3 separate regions of the Gossypium hirsutum genome follow, and all the other regions are linked to region 1. A link is a contact called in public Hi-C data. All regions are on one chromosome and are shown on one strand. Each heading gives the region's core, a stretch centred on a gene start, on an enhancer-like site or on the middle of the called end of the contact. The rest is flanking DNA. Distances are from core to core; before and after follow the strand shown.

What was found. Hi-C and Micro-C count contacts between places; a contact is called where the count stands out from the background.
Region 2: a contact with region 1 is called in a Hi-C map of hypocotyl, with 2.1 times the contacts expected there. The contact joins the promoter of LOC107948466 here to the promoter of LOC107948390 in region 1. A contact is called at or near these places in 7 of 34 Hi-C or Micro-C datasets (callus, hypocotyl, leaf and 1 more).
Region 3: a Hi-C map of leaf shows a contact between it and region 1, with 2.9 times the contacts expected there. The contact joins the promoter of LOC107948251 here to the promoter of LOC107948390 in region 1. A contact is called at or near these places in 11 of 34 Hi-C or Micro-C datasets (anther, callus, hypocotyl and 2 more).

The regions. Positions count from the first base shown.
Region 1 is chrA04:49,449,323-49,454,039 of Gossypium_hirsutum_v2.1, reverse strand. It overlaps LOC107948390, which reads right to left and starts at 3,053. Exons shown (of 9, transcript XM_016882925.2): 1 at 2,664-3,053; 2 at 1,657-1,812; 3 at 1,509-1,586; 4 at 1,219-1,413; 5 at 1,067-1,144. The coding sequence starts at 2,945.
Region 2 is chrA04:49,731,909-49,736,367 of Gossypium_hirsutum_v2.1, reverse strand. LOC107948466 (GDSL esterase/lipase At5g03610-like) reads left to right here and starts at 1,338. Exons shown (of 5, transcript NM_001327546.1): 1 at 1,338-1,462; 2 at 1,577-1,783; 3 at 2,621-2,892; 4 at 3,770-4,076; 5 at 4,150-4,459. The coding sequence starts at 1,402. The coding sequence ends at 4,367.
Region 3 is chrA04:48,964,439-48,969,092 of Gossypium_hirsutum_v2.1, reverse strand. It overlaps LOC107948251 (serine/threonine-protein kinase D6PKL1), which reads left to right and starts at 3,097. Exons shown (of 3, transcript XM_016882736.2): 1 at 3,097-3,286; 2 at 4,071-4,654. The coding sequence starts at 4,247.

The DNA of each region.
Region 1 (4,717 bases), core at 1,804-4,303:
CAGACTCATACAGATACCCATACAAGGTAGATATCTTGGGTCTGATATTAGTAAATCCTAAGATCTTAGGACAATTAGAGGGCATCTGCCACTTGTACAAGTAATCACTTGCATAAACTGACAAGGCAGATAAGAAAATGCCTACAATATAATGTCCTGTCCAACAAAAATAATTAATGCATTTTTAAGCATCCATCATTAAATAATTAACGTGACTAAAAAAAACCAGGAACTACTTTCTATCAATTGTACTATTCGGGTATTCACTAATGTAGGATGTTTGGAGAAGGTCATCTCATATGGGTATAAGGATCAACCTTAAGGACTTTTAGTTTTTCTAAGAATACAATCCCAACAGATCCCAATAACAATTTACTGAGTTGTAGCAAGCACAGCCCCCAAAAAGTATTGTTGAATTTGAAAACAGCGGTAAGGATGCCAGCAAAATTACTAATTGAGATGGTGTCATAGTTTACCAGGCACCAGCTCAGCCAGTAAGTTACTTAAATTCACAATTAAACCACAAAAGAAAATACAGATACTTATGCTTATATATAATTTTCAAACTAAAACAAACTTTTGCATACTCATTTTAGGACAAACTACTTATCCATCACGTAACTTCCTTTTAAGAATAGGTTTCTCTCTATGTAATAAGACTGATCCTTATTTAAAAGGACATACAAAACAATAAAACACTAAGCAAATTTTTTATCAGAAAAGAAAACCCTAAAAAGATCTGTCTCTCTAACAAGTCCTAAGGTTTCAATCTCCCTTTGACGAGCTGAGCAATCATTCACAGTACGTCATTTCAAGAAATGTGACAAGGGGAAGGCAGTATAATTGTGCCATAAGAGTCGTGGTTTTAAATTAGATGAAGGAAAAAAGGGAAACGGAAATGGATAAGGCTTTCTGAAAATAAATTTCAGAGACATTCTCATTAGACTAAAAAAAAATTACAGTCAAAGCAAGTAAAAGATACAGTTAACTTAACAAATGGAGACTGACAACAAGGTAACATATAATCTAAAAGCAAACAGAACTGAACATGCAATAAATCAATTACCTGCCTTCGGCGGATCGTTTGTCTAGCAGACTCCCTGTTTGCTAATATTCTACGTAATCTCCGTGCTTCCTTTTCAGCCTGATAGAAAAAGCTTCAGATGAAATATAAAGATCAATCTTAAAGAAAGAAGATCAAATAAAAGGTTGTTCCACCTCAGATAAATTCTGTCTTGACCTTCCCCCACCACCTGACATGTGTTTTATTGCACCTGCAGGACTTGATCTGACTGATTCAGCATTCTGCTCAGTCTTCACTGGGTTTATGAGAGCATTGTTCCCTGTCATTTCATTCAGCTGACTATCCTCCCAAATATCTTTCTCAGATATTCCCACAGTGCTGAATAATATCTAAAGTTAAAGTGAGGAACCAGTATAAGTAGATTAATAAAATCTAAAAATAAACATATAAATAAAAAATGCAACATATCACAAACACAACCAACCGGCCTTTCATGAATCATCTGCCAATCAGACTCCTTATGGGTTAACATTCTACGCAATCTACATGTTTCTTTTTCAGCCTGATAAAGAACAATCAGTCAAAAATAGTAGCATTTGAAAAGCAAAATGGTAAATCAAACAAGTTAATACCTTGGTTAAATTCTGACTGGACCTCAGCACCCCATTGGATGGGTATCTTTCAGCGCAAGGATGACTCGCATTAAGCGACTCAGCTACTACCGATTCAATAACTACAGATGTGCTTATCACTTGACTTTGCTCCTGGCCTATTGTAGCTTGATCCTGCTATAAACAAAAATAGTTCTCAAGTCCTGCATAAAATAGTGTCACTCTCACTTATAAGAATAGTGCCACTTGGTGACAGATCACTTCGTCCAATTAAGACACAAGATAACTTGTCTAGCTAACCACATCAGAATTCCAATAAAGACCCAACAGGTTTAGCTAACCACATTTTCCATATCAATGATTATTACTTATGTTCTAACATTCTAAAATTAGAAAATTTTCTATGGCCACCAGTTTCTTACTAGTTTATCTATGTTCTTCTTCTTCCCGCGTATAATTTAATTCCTTTAAATCCCAGAAATAGAAAAGTGAAATAAAAGCTGACAAAACTACAAAGTGTTCAACATTAAGATATTTTCCACTATTATCTTCAAATTCTTGCATCGCATTTGACATATTAACATCGATAAGATCAAGAATTTAACAGATTATAAGAAAATCAGTAAGTTATTTGAGTGGTTGGTTATATTAATTAAATATATTAACAGTAAAAGAATTTTTTTTCTTACTATTCAAAATGACATTTCCAGCATTCACAATACAGATTCATTTTTATCAAATGAAATTTCAAGTATCATGAAAAAAAAAATCAATATGTATAATTTTGTTTTTGAGCAAAAAGAATTAACTTCTTTTGGTATGTATTATTTCCACATTTTCAATTATGAGCATCACTTTCAAAAGGTAATTTAAATCACTAATTCCGGGCAGACACAGTGAAAAGCCACTAAATAAAAAATATCAGAATTTTTTCTTAAAATAGAATAGAATAGATAAATAAATCGAAAATATCGATAAAACTATCCTTTCAAGTATATATATTGATAAAATTAGATTGATTCACCAACCTCAGCGAGATCCGAACCGGATTGAACCGGGTTCGAACCGACGCCAGAAGGCGGTGACTCAGTACTGATACTGGCTCGCTTCCTCAGTCTCCTCCCTTTGCATCCCCATTTGGCGCCAAATTCAGCGGAGACGGAAACAGCAACCCACTTCTTCGAATGCGCCAAGGCGGCCAATATCTCTGCCGCTTCCATATCCATCCGATCCGCCGCCAACGCATCCTCTGCCGCATCTGCCGTTGGCGAAGCGCACGAGCTCGAAAGTAAGCCTCTCCCTAATTCCATCCCAAAGAGGGAAAAACGAAACAAAAATTCAAAAACTAAGGGAAAAAGAAAATCAAAAGAGAGGAAACAGAACACATTCAACTTCTTTGTAAGGAAACTAACCAAAAAGGAAAAGGTCTCTTACAAGTCTCTGCGGCGCCTTGAGGATGTATCTGAGAGTGCCACGTATAAATTTTATGCCACGTAGACGATCAAGTGACTCGTGTGTGGGGTCCAGCACGTGCGAGTGAATGGAATTAAAGAAGCAGAAATTGGCATCCGACACGCAGATGTAGTGAGTAAATACCACGTGGGATTTTGTCATTTGGGGTTCTACGTGGGAATGGGAGGACCAGGTAAAATTAAAACCTTCAGGATTTAATTTCACCTCTTCTACTGATTTTTGGGGTAAAAACTGGAAATCATTATTTCTGTAAAACTGTAAAAAACAGTACCTTGCTGTCAAAATTAATTAGATGTGGTAAAACACACTCAGTTGGAATGTTTGTTGGTGTTTGATAAAATCAAAATTCGTAATAATTAAATTGATCTAAATTTGAAATAATTCAATATTAAACTCTTCCGAGTTTAACATAAATTTGAGCTCGATTCTAAAATAAATTTAATATAAAATTTGAAAAACACATATTTTTTATTAACATAATTATACGAGAATATTTAAGACGAAAATATTATATAATAATACAATATATTAATTCAAATATAGTAAATTAAATTTTTTTATTAACATAGAATGTTTTAAATTGATTTTTGTTACATGAAAGTTTTAAAATTTAATAATTTATAATAAAATTATAATAACTGAATGCATGAAGAAATAATTATATATAATTCTAAAATTTTACAAAAAGCTACTGATAGAAACGATAAGAAACTTTTTACTTCTAAAAACAGACGAATATTATTAAACATTTAAGTTTGAAATATGGTAACTTTATTAATTATTTAAAAATATTGTATTAGATAATATTATTTTTTTTAACATTATAGTCAACTTTGTAATTAATAAAAGACAAATAACTTTTACAGTTACAAGTATAAAATTTTCCATAGCAACTTAGAATTTAATTTTGTAAAATTATTTATTTCACATTTATTTAAGTTGTTTCACTGAAAATGACTTTTGGAAAATGATTTCTAAAAAAAAAATGTTAATATTTTGTGGTGGTTGGAAGAATCTGTGTAAAAATGTTAAGAACCAAGTAATGGAAAGCCATCATCTTCTTCATTTTACATTGTTAAGAACCAAAACCACCATTTTAGCTAAGGGGATATTCAGCCAAGCTTCAAACTCATGCATGATATATAATTTTGGCCCGTTTTTAATTATTTCTATGTTTTTTAATCTTTTTAGTTTAATCTAACTAACCCGGGGGTTAATTCGTAAAAATGTTAAACATTTTGGATTATGCCATTGATGAGTTTGAGGTATTTGTGAAGTTCTATGGTAGATTAATAAGCTTGGTTGAGAAATAGGACAATTTTGTAAAGTAGTTTTTAGTAATTTTAATGTTTAGGGATTGAATTGTTAAAATGGTAAAATTATATGAAATTCTTGTGAAAAATTGATAAATGTGATCTGAATAGGGACTATATAGAAATCGGCTAGATTGTATTTTGCTTAAATATGGTTGATTCGTAAGTTTCGGGTTTAGGGGCTAAATTGCAAAAAGAGTAAAATGTTGGGGTAATTTTTTAATTTTATATTAAAAAGGGTTATAAGCTTAAGTTTAATTGTTTGAGATGTTTGAATTGAATAATTGAACGAAAAT
Region 2 (4,459 bases), core at 89-2,588, 280 kb before region 1:
TAAAAAATTTATATTTATACTAATTCATCAATTTCAATATATATTGTAATTTTAAATAATTTATATTAATTTTTTACAAGTTGTTATAATTTTTAAATAATTTTTTATATCATTTTTTTATAATTATTTGAAAAAAAATACATTTAGGATGAACTTAGACAACTATTTATCTAGGTTAATCTTGGACATGAATTTTCAAATAATTATTAAAGCTTTTTTTATTTTTAAGATTTTTTATTTTTAATATTTGTTGACATGGTAAGCAAAAATATTATATCAATATGAAGTATACATGATGCACCATGTATCGTTGCCTATTTATTCTATAAGTCACGTCATTATTTAATTGTAGAAATGAATGGAATTTTTAGTAAAAAGACTAATTTTAATTTTAATCTAAGTACATAAATTAATTTATCTATTTTTTAATTGAGGAACCCAATCATTGAAAGTAGAGGGAGGAAATTCATATTTTAAGCTAATTGCCAATAGGGGCGAGCGTTCGATATAATCGAGTGAAAAAATTTCGAGTTAGTTGAGTAGACGAATTTTATTTTATCATCCTAACTTGATTTGAAATTTTTTCGAATCGATTAGTGTGAAATGAAATTCAAGTCAAATCGAATCAAGTGAAATTGTTCGATTTAAATTAAAAAATTAAACATGTCAAATTAAAATCTTGTTACAATATAACTAATTACATGTTAGAGCACGTAAAATTGAAACTATATATATTTGAATTTTTTTTCAAAGAAAAAAATATTTTAATATGATAAACTTAAATAATTAATTAAGTTATTTAAATTCCCAAAATTATTATTTTAGAACATTTTTAAAATTTTAATGTTGTTTATATATTTTTTTAAATATAAATTTTAAAATTTTTATAAATATTTTGAATTTATTTTGTAATTTTTGTTGACAATAAGGTCAATTGTTTACTTTTAAAATTGACATGGATCATAATATTATTTATATTAATCTATTATTCGAATTATAAAATTCAACTCAATTCAAATTTAAAATTTAAAATACAAATTGAATCAAATTTTACTCATCCTAATTTTCTACCAATATCCAAAGAAAAGGCTGACTTCTCATATTTGGAGGACAGTTTTTTTTTTATTTTGGTTGGATGAAATAAAGAAAAATTGTGTAATATGATTTGAAATTTTCTTTTTGGTTATTTGAAAGATGTTATTTTTTAAATTAATATGAAAATATAATTGACGACGACTTTATTGAAATTTGACCAACCGCTTAAATGGAAAAGCGTTACCCTCCTCCCACTATATAAAGTGTTGAGATTCCCGGTTACCCTACAAACAATAAACCCGTTCCTCTTCTTCCCTCTCTTTTGTTTGTCTAAAAACAGTTGCTTCCCTGCTTAATTTCGTTGTCATGGACACTCCCACCCCTCTCTTCTCCTTGCTTTGTTTCTTCCTCTTCTCCCTCTTCTTAGGTAACACCAAACAACCCTTTGCTTCATTATACATGTGGCCTGGAACTGGAAGAGTTTTTATTTTTTTATTTTTTTATCTTTAATCTTTTTGATTTCTGTGAATGAATTATGTAGGTGAGGAGCAACATGTTGTTGAAGGGTCAAGGGTGTGGACCTTTGGTTTCAGACCCAAGATGTTGTTTGTGTTCGGGGATTCCTACGCTGATACAGGGAACAACAGGAAAGCTTTGGCAAGTTCCTGGAAACTTCCTTATGGAATTACATTCCCCGGGAAACCTGCTGGCCGTTTCTCTGATGGTCGTGTTTTGACTGATTTCATCGGTACCCCTCTCTCTCTCTCTATCCTTTTTAGGATAAAAAATGATAGTGTTCATCTTTTCAAGTCTTTTAATTTTTAGCTTTACCTTTAGCTTTAGCTTTGGCTCTTTCTCTTTTGTACAACTAATGGGCTTTGCTTTACTTCTTATTTATTGTACTACAATTTAATAATATTATATTGAACCTGAGTTATGTGGTGTGGGTTCCTCCTTCTATCTTCTGCCATAATAATTTTGCTTTGTTTTTATACTGATCAGCAGAGTCTGAGTGCCCGACCTCACTCTTTTTCTTCTTCTTTTTTTCTTCCTATTTCTATCCTTCTTGTGAGATCATTTTCCAACTTTTTCACGCGATTCCAAGTATTGTAAACTTTTGATTTCTTCACTATTATTTTAACATTAACCATTCTTTTCAGTGCCTCTTTGCATCCCATTATAAATAATTGCTTCTTTCAACAACCCCTTTTCTTCACTTTCTTACCTCCCCCTCCCCCCTTTAATTAAGTTGAATCAATGGAATGTAACTATGATTTACATTTTATACCTTTTAACCTTAGTGTAGCACTCACAATGTATTAAAGCATTAAACTCAAAGTTACAGACAACTCATGACAACAAGGAGCTGTCTTGGAGTAAAGTTTATAATAGTTAACAATTTCTTTTCTAGTTCATCAACTCTAAAAGTAACATTAGGTTTTTTAATCCCATCAACTTTACTATTATGGTGCTTTCCAGCCATAGGATTATGCAGTTTACTGACAATAACTTTCTGAATCATCACAGTACCATAAATATTGATTTTATTAGTAAACAATTAATTGGGTTGTTTTATGACAAGCAGCTGGGTACTTGGCGATTAAGACACCAGTGCCCTACAGATACAGGAAAGAACTGGGGGGTCGTCTCAAGTATGGGTTGAACTTTGCTTATGGAGGAACCGGTGTTTTCGACACGCCAGCTCCTGAGCCAAACATGACAACCCAGATCGATTTCTTGCAACAGCTTCTCAATGACTCGGTCTACCCCAAGAGGGCCTTGAAAACTTCTGTTGCGCTTGTCAGTCTTGCAGGCAATGACTACTCTAATTACATTGCCACCAACGGCTCTACTGCGGTAATAATAACACCTCACATATATTCATATATATATATATGCTCACTATGTGCCATGTGTCACCAATCCAACCTTCAATGATTGTATGCTTGAACTTGTTGAACCCCACTTGTAATGACACTTCCTCTACCAGATAATGATTTAAATAATATAGCTCATTTGCAAAAAAGGACAGAAGGCCCAATTGAAGAAAAAATTCATTAAAATTTAAGAAAGGGACAAAGAATTATTGTGAAAGGTGCTGTCATGATATTAGGTACAAAAATTTGACTTCATGTTGGCACTTAGCCAAAATTATGACTTGGTTATATTTGGTTTTTTTTGTGGTGTCCCAATCTTATGTGTGGTCAGCTACATCTTGGAATCAGATTGCATTTTGCTTTGTTTACTAAAAAAATAGACAAATTAATCTCTATACATTAGATTAAAAAGCAAAATGGTTATTTCTATTAAAATTTTTATCAATTTGTATTGTTAAAAGATTGACGCGGTTGGCAGAATAATTAGATAGTGACATGTGGATCGATTTTTAACAGCAGAAATGGATGAAATTTTTAACAAAAGGATCTGTTTACTTTTTGGTCTAATGTATAGGGATTATTTTGCTCATTTTTTGATTAGAGGGGGTAAAATATAATCTGATTCCTAATATAGGCGCCTCTATGGTATTTTTACCTTGGATATGTAACTTATACTGATTTCATTGTCTTGTCCTTGTGATCTTATGCATGCAAAGAAAAAAAAACATTGTCGTTTTAATTTGTTTATGGCTAGTCTACCAAATCCACTCGTTTGACAGAATTGTTGTTTAATATAGATATTATGAAAAAGAAAGAAAAATGAGGGTTGAAAAGAGAAATTTGGTGTGAAAATTCAGGGATTTCCAGTCTTCATTGGAAGGGTTGTGAACCAAATGAAGGTGAACTTGAAACGCATCCATAACTTGGGAGTGAGGAAAATAGCGGCGAGTGCACTGCAACCATTGGGGTGCCTCCCTCGAAGCACTGCCCAATTCTCCTTTGAGCAATGCAACGAAAGTGAAAACGCCCTCGTTGGTCTCCATAACCAGCTCTTGGCTCAAGCAGTGAACGATCTCAACAAAGAAACCAACAGCTCCTCTTTCTTCGTACTTGACATTTACAATGCCTTTTGGAACGTTTTCAATCAAAAACAAGCACATCAAGGTGACTCCCACAATCCTATTCTTTCTTTCTTGCACAACTCCATTAAACATGAAATATATTGGGTTTTTTGCAGTGAGTCCAACATTTGTGAATCCATTTGAGCCCTGTTGTGTTGGAGTGAGTGCTGCATTTTCATGTGGAAGTGTAGATGAAAATGGTGTGAAGCAATACACACTTTGCTCCAATCCCAAATCCAAATTCTTTTGGGATACAGTTCACCCTACGGAACAAGGATGGCGAGCTGTTTACTCAACTCCAGCTCTTCAAAGCAGTCTCAAGCAATTCTGGTAGACATTACCATGAAATGCTTACCTTTTATCACTTTATGATGTTTTTACATTTAGTTTCTTGGTATCTGTCAAATCCCTTCGTGATCTCTTTAT
Region 3 (4,654 bases), core at 1,848-4,347, 480 kb after region 1:
GTAAAAAAGTAGTATAGAGAAGCAAGGTTGATCCCACAGGGACTAAGATTCCTAATATAGTTTTCGTGTGACTAGATTTTAATGTTGTGGCAGCTGTTGTGCTCACAACTTGTAACGTGCAGTGCTGAAAATAAAACGAAGGGGGTTTTAGTTTATTAGGATTAAAAGTATAGAAATAAATAGAACAAAATAACAGTTGAATTCTAAATGCGAAAAATAAAATCAAATAACCGAAATTAAATTAGATAATCAATTATGCAAATTTTTAGCCTTAGAATCAGTATATTCCATACTCGAATCAATCCTCGAAGATGATTTTTCCCTTCTAAATGATAAGTTGGTTATAACAATCAAGGACGCCTTAACCGCCAAGTCTTTATTGTGTAGTTGATTCTGGGACGCCCTACAAGCCAACCCTTACCAATTGTCTAACTACATAACACGTGTCTGCAATTTAAGACCTCGACAACCTTGTGATCTAAAAGAGCTCAACTCAAATCAATGGCCTCAACCGTGTGGGTCATTAAATTCCAATCATTATCTCCCTTGACGGAATCCAAATGGCCTTCTCCACCTGGACATGCTAATTTGTTTGCGAGAACTCGAATGTGGTAGTCGATTGATCCATTTTCCCAACTGTACATCAAAAAATTGCCAACCCAATAGGCCCTTTCTGAGTTGAAATCGAGTTAACTTAGAGAGATGATTACCCTTTCTGAGTTGAAATCGAGTTAACTTAGAGAGATGATTATACCTGTCCCATATTCCAGAGAGATAATGAATACCGTGTTGAAGGTTTTTAGCACGGGTTTATCTCTCATGATTCTCGGTTGGATTGATTACCTGCCTAAAACTAAGCGAGGATTAGTTGAACATGAATTTGGTCATGCTCAATGAAATTTTGGGAGTTTAGATAGAATGCAAGGTTATGAAAGTAAATGGAGGGAACTTGAGAAGCAATTTCACCAAAATATAAAAAGAAAAAAAAATAAGGCAGCAAACTTCAAGATGTTACTGACGTAAATTCTAAAATAAATTCTCAATGGTCCTCTCAAAATAAATTCTCAACCGTCCTCTCAATGCCCGATTACACCCCTTTTTATACTAGTTCCCAAGGAACCAAGTCTCACAATTTATGCTTAAATTCCTAGTGACAACTAAGCACTAACCAATGTTTAAGTAAAAATCCGATTTTTCAAGATTTTCGTTCAACAGAATATTTGAATCCTTCAAAGTCAACCTTTGATTTTTTTTCTTCAGCAACCCAAACTACTCTGAATTTTTACTTTAGCCCCTAAATTTGCTTTTCGCCCCAATTTAGTTTGTATTTGTTTGTTTTTGAATTTCAGCACTCCAATTGCGTCCCTGATAAAATTTAAGCAAGAGATCACCAACTTAGTAATAATCTATTAAAAAATTTACCAAAATTAAGTATATTAAACATATAAAATTAACTTACTATCACACCTATTTCATGATTGTACATTTACAAAAATTGTTTGACCTGGATTCAAACTAGATATGAAATCTAATAAATTGGGGATGAGTTCAATTTAGTATTGGATCCTATTTTTGGTTAAAAGAACCAATAATGGTACAAAAGAAAGTATGGATATGTTTGCAATTTAAACAAAGTTATCTTTGGAGGAATGTCCCTAAAATTTAAATATGACGATATTAAATTTAAACAAATATATATTATTAATATCATATTTAAAATAAATTTATTTATTTTTTGAAAAGATGTGTAAACACAATCGTATCGATTTTATACATAACGTTAAAAAAATAATATTCAATCTTAAACACTCAATATTTCAATATTACCAATAGATTAAGTTGTGCTATTCAATCCTTTTATTTTGCCAAAATTATGAATTTAATATTGCCACTTTTTATTTTTTATATATTTTTAAAATTTAAAATTTTAATTTTCATCAAACGATAATTGTTAAAATTATTAAGTTATATTATTTTTAAAATTTGATACAATAAATATATTGTCACATGTGCAATATTATGATAACTGATAGACCTGATCATAGGTAGGGCCACTCGGGCCGGCCCAAAGGCCCGCCCGAAATGTGGGAGGTTTGGGCAAAAATTTAGGCCCGAAAAATGAGTTTGAATAAAAAAATAAGGTTCGTTTAAAAAATGAGCCAAGCCTCGGGTAAGACATTTTTGGCCTTAGCCCGACCCAGCTCGGCTCTGCTCGAATTTACTAAAGGACAAAAAAAATTTGCTCTTTTTTTTAATGTTATTTTCTTATTGTTTTCTTCCTATTTTGCTACCATTTTATTATTATATTGTTACTGTTTTGTTGTTATTGTTTGATATTGTATAAAAATTATTTTATTGTTAATTTTATTATTATTTTAAAGATATTTGCTAATTTTGTTATTATTTTAGAGGCATTTACTTGTTAAGTTGTATTTATCTTAGTGTCAATTAAGTTTACATATTTTTTAAAATTTATTTTCAATTTGTTAGGAAATATTTATTTTGATGTTTTTAGTATTTTTGATATATTATATGTATTTAAAAATTATATAAAAAATTAATACGAGTAGGTCGAGCCTGGGTTTTAGCATTTTTATCTAGGTCGGACTTGGATAAAATTTTAGGCCCATTTTTAGGCCCGAGCCTAATAAATGGACCTAAGTTTTTAGTTGAGCCCGGCCCGGCCTGGCCTGGCTTATGAGCATATTTAGTAACTGATTAATGATTATCATTTGCAACAATACTAAAATTTCAAGAAAATATAGACTAAATATGCAAGTATAAGCATGGTATAATAATATTAATTAATTTAACTAAATATTTTAAAGTGCTCTTATTTATATCAAAATTAAAATTTTAAAATTTTAAAAAATATAATTAAAAATAATCAAATTAAAATAAAAAACTAAATGCATAACTTTACAAAATATTTCCCTTGTTAAATGACTTTTTGAAGTATGATCGCCTAGGCAGTGAGTACATCTACCGTTCCCTATTGCCGACTACGTGAGACCCACTTTAATACATGGTGGGCCCACTTCCATCCTTCAAAATAATCAGAGCCCCAACGTAAAATAATAAAACTAATGTTTTCTATTTCTCTATTTTGGTGCTCTTACTCTTTCTCTCTCTTCTGCTTCTTCCTCCTCAAAGCCTCTCTTTAGGTTCTTGCATTTTTGGTGTAGGGTTTCCAATTCCTAAACAACTGTTTGTATACTTTCTCATGTCAACATTTTAGTTCCAGAACCTGTTCCTCATTGTTTTCACTTCTCTCTCCTTTCCTAAGGTACTGTCTTTTTCTATGGATTCAAGTTTTGGCTTTTTGTCTGTTGCTGGGGAGGGGGGGGGTTGAATCTTTGTTTTTTTTTCTTGGGGTTGGATTTAATACATGCAATGACATTTAAGGATGTTGGACTATCCTGTTTCTGGGTTTTGTCTTGATTTTCTGCTTTTTTTTTCTTTTTTCCTTTGGAGGGGGTTGGGCTATGGTTGGCAGTTAAAAGAGTGTTTGTGTTTCATATGGTAGCTGGATCCGTAGTGGTCTTCTTTTTTGTTAAAGCTAGAAATGGAACAAAGCTTACTTTGCAGCTTGGATTTGTCTTCATTTTCTACTTCTGATCTATTACATCTGAAAGAAAGAAAAATAATGAAAAAATATGTGAAAAAGTAGAGTTTAAAATTTATGTTTGGCTATCATTTTCTTTGCTAATTTTTTAAAGTTTAAATCTAACAAGTGTTGCGTATGAATTGGCTATGATACATTAAAAGCGTGGAAAGCGCCATTGTAGCAGTAGTGATTTTCATTAGTTAGCTGATTTGATTAGGTTCACAGTTCAGTCTTTTTATGCTAAAGCATCATGATATCTCTGGGGTACTTGTGAATTGTGATTGGTGCTAGCATATCGAAGATTTTCCATTTTTGAAAATCTTTTGGCAGTCATTTTGATGTGATTTATTTGTGGTTTGATATCTATAACCCTTATATATATTGATATATCATAATAGTTTTTGACATGACCTTTCTTTGATACTTCTGGTTTTAACTGTTTCCATTTGGTGATTGTGTTTAGGTTCTCGGAATATAGGAGCTTTAAAATCGATTTGCTTAAAGCATGCTCACAAGTTTGCACGCATTTGGATCGTTAAAGTTGGTTTATGCGGAAACATGAATTAGTATAATTTTTGAGGGTATAATAAAACTTTGAAGATACAGCTGAGAAAAGTTAGTGCCAGTGTAACAGTTAAGATGGGTTCATATTCTGGTTCTTTTGAAATTGTTGAAGCAGGTGAAGAGCTAAAACCGGTACAACGTTCTAGACGGACATACCGACCGCACATAGGATTGGGCATTGGTGAAAAGGATCAGAAGCCACCTGTGCAGAAACTGGGATGCAAGAATTCTCTAGAAAATGATATTAACCAGCTTTTTGAGGCTATCAATGTCAAAGGTCCTACAGGTTTAAGTGTTTCGTACCAAGGAGGTACTAGCTCGATTTCTTTAAAGAAAAATGCTTTGAAGAAACCAATTGCTGTGGGGATACCCCACTCCCCGAGAATTGGTGGTTCAGAGCCGTTGTCATTGAAACAGGCATTAAGGGATCTTTGTATTTCTAAAGCATCGGAAATGGCTGCTATGAAATGGTTGTCAATGTCA